5 separate regions of the Mus musculus genome follow, and regions 1, 2, 3 and 5 are each linked to region 4. The links are chromatin contacts, called in public HiChIP or PLAC-seq and promoter capture Hi-C maps. All regions are on one chromosome and are shown on one strand. The core of a region is the stretch at or near the end of the contact, and the rest is flanking DNA. Distances in the headings are between cores, read along the strand shown.

Region 1 (2,700 bases), core at 16-2,515, 410 kb after region 4:
AAAGCCCAACCCAGCAAAGGTGTCCATTCTATAACATGGGCAGACCCATCTAATGTGGGCATGTGAATTACACCAGGCTTGCAGTCTGCATAATGACCAAGTCTGCTGCTTCTCTAACAAATGACAGATGTCTGCAGTGCCCTTGGAGTTCTCCGAGGTATCTTGGGACACAGGCTTTGAGAACCCTGTGCCTGGTGTGCTTTTTAGTTCTTGAACCAAGGCTTGGCCCAGCACTTCTCCACTGTAATTTCTGTCACCAACTATAGAATGAAGGCTTCTTGTCCAACGGGCAGTGGGGAGCTGGGAGAAGCTTCTGGAATGAGTGAAGAAGGGGGTACGCTTTTACCTCTTGTGTCTTCTCAGCAGGAGACAGCACTGGTTTTTTAGAAATTTCCTAGCCACTGCAGACATATCTTCCTGAGAAAGCATTCCCGGGTAGGTGGGGGTGCTGACCCCTGAACTGCTTTGCAGACTGACTCTGTAGGTGTTTCCCAGTGGTGTTCAGGAAGCTGCATAGCTGTCAGCCATTACCCCTCAGTTCCAGTCTAGGACAACTGCCCTCTGTTGTCCCTCCCGCCTTGCTGCCCAAACTCTCTGATCTGGAAAGTGCACTCTGAGCATTGAAATGGTCACTCTGGCTTATGACTAGTGGGTGTTCTGCCAGTGGCTCACAGACAGGGAGGTGGGAGGGAGAGCTACTCACTTTCTCCTTCTGTGACAGGCCTGGCTCTGCGGTGGCTCTGTTGAAATCCTTCCCTGCTCTCGAGTGGGACACATCTACCGAAGCCAAGATGCCAGCTCCAGGCCTGACCCCGAGGTCGCCTTGAAGAACAAGATCATCATTGCTGAGACCTGGCTATCATCCTTCAAGGAAACCTTCTACAGGCACATCCCAGAGGCCTTCACCCTGAGCAAGGTAAGAAGGGACTAGTAGCGGCCTTTGGCCAACATAAGGGTATCACAGTTGACCTCTGCCTGGAATTCCCAGACTGTTATAGGATGCTATGTCCTGGATGCCGCCTTTCACCACAGAGCCCGATAAGGGATGAGCCATGACTCTTAGGACTTTCATCCTGAGTGGTACTCAGGGATTAGGGAATATCCAAGACAAAGAACAGATCTGAGTATAAAAATAAGTATGAAACTCAAAAAAGCCACAGAAGGTTGAAGTTTTAATCACGTAATTAAGTGCCCCTCAGTGTGCCCTGTGAGTTGGTCAGTTCCTGTGGCGTGACTAACACAAGCTCTGCTGTGAGTCACAGGCTGCCACGACACTTGACACACTGCAAGTGGGGGCCCAAAGGACTGGCGTAGTAAGGAAACGGCTCTCACCAGTCTCTCACCAGCCCACTGCTAGATAGCACAGATGAAGGCAGGGTCCTCAGAGAGACACACCCATACCACCGCATTAGGGAAAGTCAGACAAGGTTGAGCCATGAAAGAGCCCCAGTACCCAGTACTCAGTACCTTTTCTTAAAGTCCTTAGGATTTTGTTCCCTTTTTATCCAAATGCACCCTTTTCCCTACAGCAGACAGCCTCCAGACAATTCTCAGAACTCCTTGAACTTGTATCTGTGGTCTCTCTAATGGGAGATGACATAAAATTTCAAAGCAGACCCCAAGGTTGAGGTAGCTTGAGTTCCCTCTGTGTCCCCTTGAGTGAGTCCAAGTAACACCCAGAGTAGACCAGCTCCTTTTTCACACAGGAGGGACCCCACTACTGTAGCTTCTGGCTTGGATTTGTAGAGGAGCATTGTAGGTAAAAGGGCAGTTCTCATCAGGACTCTACTTAATCCTAAATCTAGACACACCCCAGAAGTATGCTTCAGCTATGGCTGCCTGGGATCACTCAGACACCAGAGTAGGGGTTGGAGGCAGATCCTGAAGCGGCTGAGGGCTGAGCTAACGAGTTTAGATTTGCCGGGTGTGGTGGCGCACACCTTTAATCCCAGCACTCAGGAGGCAGAGGCAGGCAGATTTCTGAGTTCGAGGCCAGCCTGATCTACAAAGTGAGTTCCAGGACAGCCAGGGCTATACAGAGAAACCCTGTCTCAAAAAAAAAAAAAAAAAGATTTTAGAGCTTACCCATTTGACAGTGGGGAGCAGGTATCTTTCTGTGGAGTTCTAAAGAGACAACAGAGCAGCTGTGGCTTTTAATTTCTGGCTTCCTTTAGGCTAGAACATCTTTTTTTTTTCTTTCCTCTTATGTAATGGGTGTCAATTTAGTATTTTCTCTTTGCTTTCACATGACCCTTGTTTAATGTCAATGCAGATTTCATTTATAAAGGACCCATAAAAAAATTAAATATATTCAGGCTTCTGATGTACCTGAGCCAACCTTCCATTAGACAGAGTCATTTAGAACACAGCATGTTGGATGGAGTCAGCCCAACACAGCATGTAAAGTATTTACAGCCTACTGGGCCCCTCTGTGTCTTGCTGAAAACCAGAGGCCACCAACGTGGAGCCCTGGTGTGGCTATCAACACACACACACACACACACACACACACACACACACACACACACACACACTTCTTCCTAAAGTCTCAGTCCCAGGAAATTTATTCTAAGCTTCTAGATGGGTTTTTTCCATATCTTACCAAGCAGCCAAAAACATTAAACTAGCGTTGAGGGCTGGTGTTCATCTTCCTACAGTTGTGTTATAAAGGAGAACGCCAATGGTAGGGGCCAGTGTAAC
Region 2 (2,700 bases), core at 138-2,637, 480 kb after region 4:
AAGCAAGAGGTCCAGCCGGGCGTGGTGGTGCACGCCTTTAATCCCAGCACTCGGGAGGCAGAGGCAGGCAGATTTCTGAGTTTGAGGCCAGCCTGGTCTACAAAGTGAGTTCCAGGACAGCCAGGGCTACACAGAGAAACCCTGTCTCAAAAAAAAAAAAAAAAAAAAAAAAAAAAAAAAAAAGCCAAAGGTCCTGCAAGACAACTCAGCCTATAAAAGCTCTTGCCACCAATTCTGAATTTGATTGATCTCAAGGATCCACAAGGTAGCAGGAGAGAATCAACTTCGGCAAATTGTCTTCTGACCTCCACGTGTAAATGCCATGCAATCAATTTGCTAATCAATAAATGTAAAAAGTTTAATTTTTTTTTCATTTGTTGAGACAGGGTTTCTGTGTGTAGCCCTGGCTGTCCTGGAACTCACTCTGTAGCCCAGGCTGACCTTGAATTCAGAAACTGCCTGCCTCTGCCTCCCTAGTGCTGGGATTAAAGGCGTGCGCCACCACTGCACAGCTAAAAATTTTTTCATTTATGTGTTTGTATCTGTGTGAGTATATGCTACATGTATTCAGGTACTTCCTGAGGGCAGAAGAGGGCATTAGGTCCCCCGAAGCTGAAGTTAAATCTGTGGGTGCTGGGAACTGAAGCTCAGTCCTGCAAAAGCAGCAAGGACTCTTAACTAAGCTTCCAGCCCTCCAGCCTTACTAGATTTTTAATTAAAAGATGATCAGGCAGCCGGGCGTGGTGGCGCACGCCTTTAATCCCAGCACTCGGGAGGCAGAGGCAGGCGGATTTCTGAGTTCGAGGCCAGCCTGGTCTACAGCGTGAGTTCCAGGACAGCCAGGGCTAAACAGAGAAACCCTGTCTTGAAAAAAACCAAAAACCAAAACAAAAAAGAAAATAATTACTGATAACCTACTGTTCAGTAGCAGACAAATAATGCCACCACCACCCCCCACGTGAGAGTTAACAGGATGTTTGCTGAAGGGAATATCCAAAACCAAATAGTGTCTACATGTCAGCCTGGGGTGAACACTGCAGAAAACAATAAAGCACAGGAAGGAGAGCCGCAGAAGAAGGCAAAGTGTCGCTGTTTGCAGACGACAGGAGTCTACGCGGGAGAGAAGACGCCACCAGAAAACTCAGACTTGATAAACACTTTCATCAAAGTGTGGGCTACAAAGTCAACACACCCAAATCAGTAGCCTTCCTGCATACCAAAGACAAGCAGGCCAAAAAAGAGATCAGAGAAACAGTCTCACTCATGATTGTCTAAGAAAGGAGATGCCCTGGGATAAACCTAACCAAGCAAACAAGAAACCTAGGCCGCGAAGCTTCACCGCACTGAAGGGGGTGAAGGAGACACCAGAAGGTGGGGAGGCCCCCTTCCACGAGGATAGGTAGGATTCATTATGTGAAAATGACCACTTTCCAAAAGCAACAGTGCACAAGACTCAATGCAATCCCCATCAAAATTCCATCTCAATCCTTCACAAAACTTGAAAAAATAATTTAAAATTCATGTGAAAGCCCAAAAGACCCCAGAGAGCCAAATAATCATGAGCAGTAAAGACAGTCCAGGAGGTATCACCTGTGCCCTTCCCCTGGCCTTGAGCAGACTGGCTCAGACCTGGCTTGCCACAGCGGGCTAGCCCACCTAGGGTGGAGTCTTCCGATTTAGGTAAAGTCTATTGTCTGGAGCTATCCTCCAAGTCTCCACTACCTGCTGAGAGGCTGAACCTGTTTTCCTGATGAAATCCTGATAAAGCACAGAGATCCTGGCTTGGTGGGGGATGGGTTCCCTCCTCCCCTTTATAAGCTCGGACTCATAGGTAAACATTGGCCTTGATCAGAGAACTTGGCTTGGCTTGTTATTTCTCTCGAAGCCTTTCCCATCCAAAACCCCAGCTTTCCTTTCAGGAACCCAGTAACCCGTGGCCGCTGGCGGCTACAATCATCCATACTGATTGCAAGTTATTCCATGGAGCCTTAGCACAGCACTGGCACAAAAGCAGACATACTCATTAGTGGAATAGAATCTAGGGCCTACATGGGAGTCCACAGACATCTGATACTCAACAAAGACAACAAAAAGACACAGTGGATAGAAGATGGCATCTAACAAAGTGTGCTGGGAAGACTGGATATCCTTGTGTGCAAGAACAGAATTTGGTTCTTCTCCTTCATCCTCCACACAAATCAATCCCAAATGGACCAAAGAGCTCAATGTTAGATTCTGAATGTTGTACAAGAAAGAGTAGGAAGTGCCTTTCTGGATATAGGCTCAGGTGAGGACTTCCTGAATAGGAAGGGCTCCAGTGGTCCAGGAAAGAGAACCAGCAAAGGGGGTTTCATGAAATCGAGGATTGACCTAGAATACCCAAGGCACTAAAAGGGCTAACCTCCAAAAGACAAACAACCCATTTAAACAGCTGTGGACCAGAAGAGGAGGAGGAGGAGGAGGAGGAGGAGGAGGAGGGGTCTCAGAAGAAGAAATGCAAAAGGCTAAGTGATGTCTTCAAAAGTGATCACCAGTTTAGCCACGACAGAAATGCAGATTAAAACTACCTCAAGAATTCATTATTACCTCAGTCAAAATGGCAAAGAGTAAGGAAACAAAAGAGTAAATGCTGGTGAGTGCGTGGGGGATGGGGAGCCCTGGTGCACCTTGGGTGAACATGCAAACCTGTGCAGCCACCAT
Region 3 (2,700 bases), core at 82-2,581, 260 kb before region 4:
TATTCTCGGCCCCTTCTGCTCTGTCTCCTGCAGAGATACAAAGATTGCCAAATGGGGGTGGTCAGTTTCAAGAGTTCCATAGGCACCAGCATCGGCCACCTGAGCCCTCTGCCATTCCTGCTGTCCACCATACATCTCAGAGGTTCTCCAGCACTGGGTGGCACACTACATGCACTCACTAATCTGTTCTTTAGAGATGAGATGTACCATTGTCATTTTGTAGCTAGGAAGCGAACCTCTCCAACAGGAACTTGCCGAGAGGATTGTTCTTAGGGGAGACATGGGACCTAAGTTCTGCTTGGTTGAAGTTGGCCAGGACTGTAGAAGTGCCCTTGAAAGTAATCTGAGTGATCCATCCCACTGTATGTTCTCAGGGCCCCTGAGACCTGGCAAAGGTATGGACAGTGCACAAGTTGAGCTGCAACCTACCTCGTTCAACCTCACATTCAGGGGAGGAGGCCCCACTGCATTCACTTCGAGGACCCAGTATTGGGAACATCATCCCAAATTCTGACAGGGACACAGGGCTAGGCAGATCCAGACTGCCAGGCCTTGCCACTGCAGGGAACTGATCAGGCATTTCAGACGGACTCGTCGGTCCCGAACTAAAGCTGGACACAGACTGGGTTTCCGAGTCATCTTCAGACACCAAGTTGCTGCAGTTGTCATCTTCAAAGGCTTCTGATGCCACTGTGATGAGAGAGGACATCAATCACATGGGATCTGCCAGGTAGTAGCCCAGTCCCTTAAATGCCTGCAGACATGCTCTCTGCTGGACATGCTCACACAACATGGAGTCTGCAGGACCTGCATCGCACCTGAACCTGTCTGACCAGCCTCCAGAACAGTTTGAAAGGAAGCGGCTTGTCCAGCATATACAAAGGCCTGAGTTCCATCCCCAGCGCCGAAGGAAAGGGGAAGGTAAATTCAGACTAGCCCTTTGTAATGTAGCCTATACTAGGCAGAAGGAAGACGGAAGCAGCAAGAGCTGCTGGAAGGAGGGGCAGGCCGGGGTGGGATGTCTGATAACTTCTGATCTCAACAGACACGCTACAAAGTACAGTGCTCCTTTCCAGTACTCTAACTGACTCTGAGTTTGTGGACAGAATAACCGAGGCTCAGAGACAGGCCATTCTTGTTTTCAAAGCCTCTTCAGCCTGCACTATCACTTTTAAGATCCTTCCCAGTTCCCATTGTGCCTGTGACTGTTTAAACATGGCCTAGCGTTCCAGAGTGGATTGATACAAGTGCTGTGCTAGGAAATGGGTCCAGATCTGAACTCATATCCTAACGCCACTGCTGACTGTGTGGCCTTGTAAGTCACTTGACTGCCCAGCTTCGGGATGCTCTGTGCACAGGATTAATGAGGTAATATGTAAAGTAACTCAGTACATAGGCATTGGTTACATTTTAGTTTCATTTCCCTTCAAACTGGCAATTCAGCATTTGTTGATGGCCTTTAACACTTGGTGGGGCCAGAGATGCTCTTCTAGAGGACCCAGGATTGATTTCCAGCACTTACATGGCAGCTAATAACTAATTCCACAAGACCCAGTGTCCTCTTCTGATAGCAGGCAATTATGTGGTATACATAGATTCATGTGGGAAAGATACAAATTATTTTTCTTAAATAATAGTAATAAGGAAAAGAAAAAAAAAGAGTTGCTGAGGAGGAAGCCTAAGCACACAGGAAAGGGAGAGCTATGAGGTAGTGTTCTTGTCAGTAGTTTTCTTGATTAACGGAAGCTAGGTCAATCCTATCATTTCTGCACAGGATATCCCTGAGCAGAGGAGACCCGTGTGCTCAGACCCTAGGGAGAGCTGCCAGGTATCTCCTCAGCACCCTGTGTAGCAGAGTAGACCCTCATGCAGCTGACACAGCAAACACATCAAGGCCCCTCTGTCCCCCATCATTGGTGAAATGGGAACTGAATCAAATCTGGATCCCAAGTCCCTATTACACCTTTCCTCAGAACTCCTTAAAGGCTTGAATGCTCTCCTGTGTACTTAGACTGCCTGAGACGGGGAGAGGTAGAACATTTCCCAATCTTACTGGACCACAGAACGCTAATACTCAGTAGCAATCAAATGAGCACAGCGTCCCACAATACATGAGAAACCACCAAAACAGCCTGTAGGCTGCCCAGCGCTCACATTCATCTGTGATGGGCAAAGAAAGCAGATCACACACACTGATCCCTGCTGGTCAGACTTACCAGAAATGGCGTCAGGCTCAGGTTTGCTTACAGGCAGGTTCTCCACTGAGGCGATGCTGCCCTCTGCCCCCACGCCACAGCCCCGGGGCCCCATGGCATTGGAACGCCGCCGCTCGTGTATCTCATCTGAGATCCTCTCCAGGCTCTTCAGGGCTGCCTTGTACTCGCCCTTTGCCAGGGCCAGCTTGGCCTGAAGGTCATCCACCGTCTTCTTCAGTTGCTGAATTGGAAGATGGGGGACTTGGTAAGCCAACGTGGCCCTGGATGTCCCCACTGATGGAGGGGGTGACACATGATTACAACACAAAAGAACTTCTTGACACACCCAAGATAATTGACTAGAGAAGGATCCAGTGACTTTCACTCATGGCTCCCCATTCAATGTGAAGAGCATCTCTTTCATCTCCACACCAGGCCATAAGACAGACGAGAATATGCAGATGGTCACTAATAGAATGCAGCCCTCATGGGAGGAATGGTAGAC
Region 4 (2,700 bases), core at 25-2,524:
CCTTCATTTTTCCATACAGGCCCTGGAGATTACACTCAGGTTATGAGGTTACGTGGCTTTGTAGAACTTCACTGAACCACTTCATCTGCACCAGATACTTGATATTTTTGCCTGGATTGCTAAGAGAGGGTAATCCTGGGCTGCCAGAGAAAATACTTTAAGTGGGTTCATAAAATGTCCTTTGGTTTTCCCTCTCCCAGGTAAGACCCCAAAGGAGGGAGGCATAATGCTGAGGGAAAGCACCAAACTGGGGTTTGAGAGCCCTGAGTTCCAATGACGGCACTGCCGTCTATAATGTCTTCCACTTTATGTTGCATGAGTCCTGGCCTTCAATCACTAATCACTCTCTGACACCTGTCATGTACAGGAACTACATCAGATGCTGGCAATACACTTACCTAGCGATGAATCAATATGCCTTCTCTGCTAGAACTAACAGTCTAGTAGTGAAGTAAGACTACCCCTTTCGATTCTGATATTTGGATGTGGCAGAGTACACTACGGTAGAAAGGTATAAGCATAGCTCCAAACTCAGAATACCTGAGTTCAAATGCCACTACCAAATGACTCGCGTTGGGCAAGTTTAACTTAGTCTCTCTCTTCTCATTTTCCTGTCAAGGAGGATTAACAGTGGTACGTGCAATGCTTTAGAAACGATGGGACGCTGTGTGCATCGAATGGCTGCCATTTGGTCCCTGTGTCAAGACTCACCGCTTGCTCATTCCGCATCCCAATGTACTTGATGCCCAGTTCCTGGGCAGCAAGGGCGATTTCGGTCACGGGGATGCCTACGACACCGAACATGTACTCCACATCCTGAGGGTAGGAGGGAAAAGGGGCAACAAACAACTATCATCAGGTGACCCAGCCTTCTTGCCCTCCCGGGGGGTCCAAAGGAAAGACCTACAGGACCCCCGCCCCCGCCTCCTTGCCCTCCGTCTCTAGGACAACGCGAGGTCCCCGTCTGCTTCTGTAGAGCCTTTCACACCCGAGGGATCCATCGTACTTGAGTTTTTAGAGCCTGGGCGATGACTTTAGCACCAGACACCTGCTCCTCGCTTCTGTCGCTACCCTCTGCGGAGTTACTTTCTGGCATCTTCCACCTAAAGTTACTTCAAGGCACTCTCGCAGCTCACAGCTTCACTAGCCTAAGAGTTGTTGTTGGTGACACCCGCTTCTGACAGACAGGAGGGCAGCCCAACGGATTTAAGCAAAGGGGAGAAGGGGCGGGACAAGAAGTCAGTCCTTGGTGAGGCGATCATGTAAGCACGCCCATTCTCCAGTCAGTCTTTTCCGGACTCCGCCATCAGCAGGAGGCGGGACGAGCCGGAGGCCGCGTCCTATGCGAAGCAGGTAAGAAACCCAATCTCTGAGGATGCTCGCCTTGGTTTTGTCCTCCACTAGGGTAGCGATACAGCTCAGTCCGGTATGGAGGGGATGGCACATCTGGAGGGTGACTGCAGAGACCAGGCGAGGAGGGGGCGTGGCCCCACCGCGCCTCCCCGCCCTCGCCGGGGCTTCCCGCTGATTGGAGGCAAGCTACGCAAAGGCTGCTGGGACGCGGGTAACTTGGAGAGTGTAAAGTTGGAAAAAAAACAGGCTTTTGGGTACAGTGTCGTGCTCCTGTGCCCTCTGATTTTATAACTCTGTGGTTTTGCACCCCACATCATGTGCACGTTCCAGAAGTCTGTGAGCAGAGGTGTATTCTTAATCAGAGATGACACCAAAATTGCTCAAGAGATAAACTTATTAACACCGTAGCTGCTCCTGCCCTCTGCCTGGTTTATATTTACTTATTTTGTTCCAGTTGGGTATCACTAAGGTCTGTTAGAGCCATTGCTTAATAATTAATGTATGATTGCTTAACTTTTACCAAAGTAATAGTGTTGGTTTTCTACTTACTGGTTCATGGATTAGCCTGCTTGACCCCTGGCATCGCGTGCTTTGTAGACATTAGTGGATTCTTGGCCCCTTAACACCGATTGCTTTCTCAGAATTACTGGCAGAACACTTTATGAAGGGCAAACTGGACCCTGATGGGAACAAATCACTGTGATTCAGATCGAATGGGCTTTTGTTTGTTTGTTTGTTGGTTGGTTGGTTGGTTGGTTTATATTTATTAAGGATCAGTCTTCAACTGGCCATTTTTGCCATTTGGCAAAGAGAAAACTCATTGAGCTGGTTATTGCCTTCGCCTAGCAGTTCAAGGTACAGCGGGCCTTGCTTCCCTTGCCTGTAGAGATTAAGCAGAAGTGACGTGACTGTCTTCCAAGTGCAAAGTCACTGCTGTTCCATCCAACTTCAGTGTAAGGATCCCAGGCGCTGTAATTTATACAGAGCACTCTGTGTGGACTTGGAATATGTTAATCATACTCCCTGTTATTTTTGTTGGCAGTATGCTTAAAATGTTATTTGTTATTTTGGTGAGATTTGGCATCGTAGCGCCAGATGTGGTGGCTCACATCTGTAATCCCAGCACTTGGAGGCAGGAGCATGTCGACTTCTGCGAGTCTGAGACCAGCCTGGGCTACCTAGTGAGTTTCAGGATAGCCAGGGCTATGTAGAGAGACCATGTCTTTTAATTACTCAAAGAAAGAATAAGTCATAAAAGCAATACTAGTGACTGACCCTAGGACTTTGCACATATTAGTCAAGCACTCTACCACCGAATTATATCTCAGGCCCTAAATTTTAACTTTC
Region 5 (2,700 bases), core at 195-2,694, 390 kb before region 4:
GCAGTATCTCATTGGAACCGGGTCGGATAGATGGTTAAGAGCACTGACTGTTCTTCCAGAGGTCCTGAGTTCAATTCTTAGCAATCACATGGTGGCTCCTGTAATGGCATCTGATGCCCTCTTATGGTGTATCTGAGGACAGCTATAGTGTACTCATATACATAAAATAAATCTCTTTTTTTGTTTTGTTTTTCGATACAGGGTTTCTCTGTGTAGCCCTGACTGTCCTGGAACTCACTATAAGACCAGGCTGGCCTCGAACTCAGAAATCCGCCTGCCTCTGCCTCCCAAGTGCTGGGATTAAAGGCGTGCGCCACCACTGCCGGGTTTGGACAGCATTTCTTAAAAGACCTCAGTCAATTAGGTCCCTCCAGAGATATACTATACTTCAGTATCCAGAGCCTCAAGTCAAGGCTGGCGATTCTGAATCTCTTCATGAATGTCAGACTTTTCTAACTGCTAACTGCTTACAAGCCATCAAAACTTCACGCTAGCTTTTCCCAACACAGGAGATGCAGTTGCAGAGCTAACATCAGTTTGTTTTCTTACTAAACGTGGATGGGCTGAGATGGGTTGGAACCTTTCCGTGTCCCCACGGGGATCTACTTTACTTCCTAGTATGTTGGCGCTAAACCCGACTGTGTTAAAATAGAAATAAACCTTGAGATTTCAGTTCTTTGCATCGCTGGGACACGACGTTACTTGAGTAGTAGTCTGTGCACACTGGTAGTTATAAGATGGAATCTTCAAAACAGTTGAGGACGGTCGTGGCAAATGCAAGCTGCTCAGTCCGCGATTTCCTAACCCGGCGGATGCTCGCTCGAAACGCTTACCAAGTTGTATCACTGGATAAAAGTGTTGGGTAAATTAAAAATATATTAACGTGTTCGGTCCCGCCGCCGCAAGAATAAACGATTTATTTGGAAAATACGTCAGTGTGGCCACAACCGTCCCCCAAAGGTAACAGTCAGAAGAGGGCTCAAGGAGCATTCCGCGCATGCCAGGGCTCCCTTGCCGGGCGGCTGTGGCGAGGCCAGGCTGGAGGCTGCTTCCGCTGCTCGCTCTCACGGAAGCTACGGGCCACCGCTTTCAGCCCAGGCTGCCCACCCAGCTGTCGCCGAGGGCGCCGCTGTCCCGGAGCTTTAGTCGTTGACACAAGACGTGGTAACTACTTCACGGGCGGCCGCCCCGCGCGGTGACTGCGCCGTCGAAGGAGGCGAGCGTGCTGAGGGGGGATGGGGTCACGCGGACTGTGGCCAAAACGAGGACCGCTAACGGCCGCGCGCCCGCCCCGCCCTCCGCACGTGCGCGCCCTCGCCTCGACGCGCGCGCGCGTGCATGCCCGCCTCTGTCTCCGCCTCCGCCCCCGCCGTTCGGCCGGCGGAAGACCAGCCCCCGGGTTAGGCTCGTCGTGTGATGATGACGTTGTACGTCCGGCGCGGGCGAGTGACGCGGCGCGGCCCGTTGTCTGTGCGGGGCTGAGAAGCCCTAAGGGCGGTGGGCGCTCCCGGTTGGGGGCGGCGCGGGTTTAGCAGGGCCTGGACATGGCGCTGAGAGGCCGCTCCGCGGGAAGATGAATAAGGGCTGGCTGGAGCTGGAGAGTGACCCAGGTACGGAGGGGCCTCGGCGGGCCGGGGGCTGGGGAGGCCGGATGGGCCCCGGACGCACCTGCATGACAAATCCCTCTTCTTGTCGTCCCACCCAGGCCTCTTCACCCTCCTGGTGGAAGATTTCGGTAAGAACCCCGTTACCCACGACCTTCGGTCCCTGGCTGGTGTGGATGTGGGGGTTGGTCCTTGAGTTCTCGCAGCAGAGCCTGGGACTGCCCTGCCGACCTCTCCTTTCCTGATCGTAGGTGTCAAAGGGGTGCAAGTGGAGGAGATCTATGACCTTCAGAGTAAATGCCAGGGGTGAGTGGCTGGGACGCCCCCTTACCTCCGGAGGGCCGAGAAAGGGCAGGGGAATAGTACCCCATTCAAGGGAGGCAGTACTAGAAAACCTGAGCTATATAAAATATCACATAAGAAAGTGTCACTCTTTGTGGGTGCCCTCTTGGACTTTTCTTTTCTTCTCAGTCTTTCCTCAGTGTTTCTCCTTAGAAAGCTGTAGCCCTCCTTTTAACCCTAAGCACTCGTGGAGTACAGTTGAGCTGCCTTTCTGGTTTTGCAGCCGGAACCCTCCGTTGCATAGTGTTGCACCTTTTTTGTAAGTGTACAGTCCATTAATTACATCACCACATGTGCTGTGCCTTTAATCACCACACAACATTTGTCCTGACCATTAGTGGCGCTCTCCTCTAGTCCCAATGCTTGGGAGGCAGAGGCAGGCAGATCTCTGAGTTTGAGTCCAACCTACGCTACTTAGTGAGACCATGTGTCAACAAAACTGAACACAGTTGTCCTGTATTGATTGGTTAGTGTGAGAAGGCCTTTTTTAGGTACCTAAACTCAGAGTCTTGTTTTGGAAATCTATAGAATAGAGGCATAGAGAACCTAACTGCTTCCAAGGGAAGGAACTGGTTTGGGAGTTCACGCACTATACTCATTTTACTAGGACTGGAGGCCGAGGTCCACCAGTGAGTTGGTACTTAATTCTTCATCAACGTTTTTGTGCCTTTTATTGTGTCCCTACCTTGCTCCATCCTGGGCCAGCAGTTCCAGATTTCCTTCTTCTCTTGCCTAGACCTCATAGACCGAGTGG

The links. HiChIP or PLAC-seq counts read pairs in DNA pulled down with a chosen protein or histone mark. Capture Hi-C pulls out chosen DNA fragments and counts their contacts.
Region 1: a contact with region 4 is called in an H3K27ac HiChIP or PLAC-seq map of the NIH/3T3 cell line, with 8 times the contacts expected there. The contact joins the enhancer-like site here to the promoter of Btd in region 4. A contact is called at or near these places in 8 of 39 promoter capture datasets (the C10 cell line, Sertoli cells, embryonic stem cells and 3 more), 27 of 484 Hi-C or Micro-C datasets (the 4T1 cell line, the NIH/3T3 cell line, the Patski cell line and 8 more), 23 of 115 datasets of contacts at active chromatin or transcription factors (the 230-238 cell line, the NIH/3T3 cell line, bone marrow-derived macrophages and 12 more) and 3 of 9 other capture datasets (adipose tissue, macrophages and pancreatic islet).
Region 2: an H3K27ac HiChIP or PLAC-seq map of embryonic stem cells shows a contact between it and region 4, with 4 times the contacts expected there. The contact joins the enhancer-like site here to the promoter of Btd in region 4. A contact is called at or near these places in 1 of 39 promoter capture datasets (the C10 cell line), 5 of 115 datasets of contacts at active chromatin or transcription factors (bone marrow-derived macrophages, embryonic stem cells, large pre-B cells and 1 more) and 2 of 9 other capture datasets (adipose tissue and liver).
Region 3: a contact with region 4 is called in an H3K4me3 HiChIP or PLAC-seq map of bone marrow-derived macrophages, with 2.2 times the contacts expected there. The contact joins the enhancer-like site here to the promoter of Btd in region 4. A contact is called at or near these places in 2 of 39 promoter capture datasets (the C10 cell line and pre-B cells), 4 of 115 datasets of contacts at active chromatin or transcription factors (the SCID.adh cell line, bone marrow-derived macrophages, memory CD8 T cells and 1 more) and 4 of 9 other capture datasets (embryonic stem cells, liver, macrophages and 1 more).
Region 5: a promoter capture Hi-C map of liver shows a contact between it and region 4, with 3 times the contacts expected there. The contact joins the promoter of Bap1 here to the promoter of Btd in region 4. A contact is called at or near these places in 8 of 39 promoter capture datasets (the 3T3-L1 cell line, the C10 cell line, hematopoietic stem and progenitor cells and 4 more), 4 of 484 Hi-C or Micro-C datasets (CD4 T cells, CD8 T cells and embryonic stem cells), 4 of 115 datasets of contacts at active chromatin or transcription factors (double positive thymocytes, memory CD8 T cells, microglia and 1 more) and 3 of 9 other capture datasets (adipose tissue, liver and pancreatic islet).

What each region holds. Positions count from the first base shown.
Region 1 is chr14:32,049,101-32,051,800 of GRCm38.p6, forward strand. Galnt15 (polypeptide N-acetylgalactosaminyltransferase 15) reads left to right here. Exons shown (of 10, transcript NM_030166.3): 6 at 722-916. Among named protein-coding and RNA genes, the nearest start is that of Galnt15, 21 kb to the left of the region's middle. Within about 2 kb of position 1,266, at least 37 of the 459 cell types and tissues checked have an H3K27ac peak or open chromatin away from gene starts, as enhancers often do. A contact at or near this core is called in the 4T1 cell line, the NIH/3T3 cell line, bone marrow-derived macrophages and 1 more, where this site is marked.
Region 2 is chr14:32,122,789-32,125,488 of GRCm38.p6, forward strand. No RefSeq gene overlaps it. Among named protein-coding and RNA genes, the nearest start is that of Msmb, 18 kb to the right of the region's middle. Within about 2 kb of position 1,388, at least 19 of the 459 cell types and tissues checked have an H3K27ac peak or open chromatin away from gene starts, as enhancers often do. A contact at or near this core is called in embryonic stem cells, where this site is marked.
Region 3 is chr14:31,375,175-31,377,874 of GRCm38.p6, forward strand. Sh3bp5 (SH3-domain binding protein 5 (BTK-associated)) reads right to left here. Exons shown (of 9, transcript NM_011894.3): 7 at 2,217-2,436; 8 at 430-690; 9 at 1-27. Among named protein-coding and RNA genes, the nearest start is that of Capn7, 40 kb to the left of the region's middle. Within about 2 kb of position 1,332, at least 11 of the 459 cell types and tissues checked have an H3K27ac peak or open chromatin away from gene starts, as enhancers often do. A contact at or near this core is called in bone marrow-derived macrophages, where this site is marked.
Region 4 is chr14:31,639,783-31,642,482 of GRCm38.p6, forward strand. It overlaps Btd (biotinidase), which reads left to right and starts at 1,275. Exons shown (of 4, transcript NM_025295.4): 1 at 1,275-1,353. The coding sequence starts at 1,343. Hacl1 (2-hydroxyacyl-CoA lyase 1) reads right to left here and starts at 1,183. Exons shown (of 17, transcript NM_019975.3): 1 at 1,007-1,183; 2 at 712-816. The coding sequence starts at 1,096.
Region 5 is chr14:31,250,045-31,252,744 of GRCm38.p6, forward strand. Bap1 (Brca1 associated protein 1) reads left to right here and starts at 1,445. Exons shown (of 17, transcript NM_027088.2): 1 at 1,445-1,610; 2 at 1,706-1,735; 3 at 1,856-1,910. The coding sequence starts at 1,574. It overlaps Phf7 (PHD finger protein 7), which reads right to left and starts at 1,271. Exons shown (of 11, transcript NM_027949.2): 1 at 661-1,271.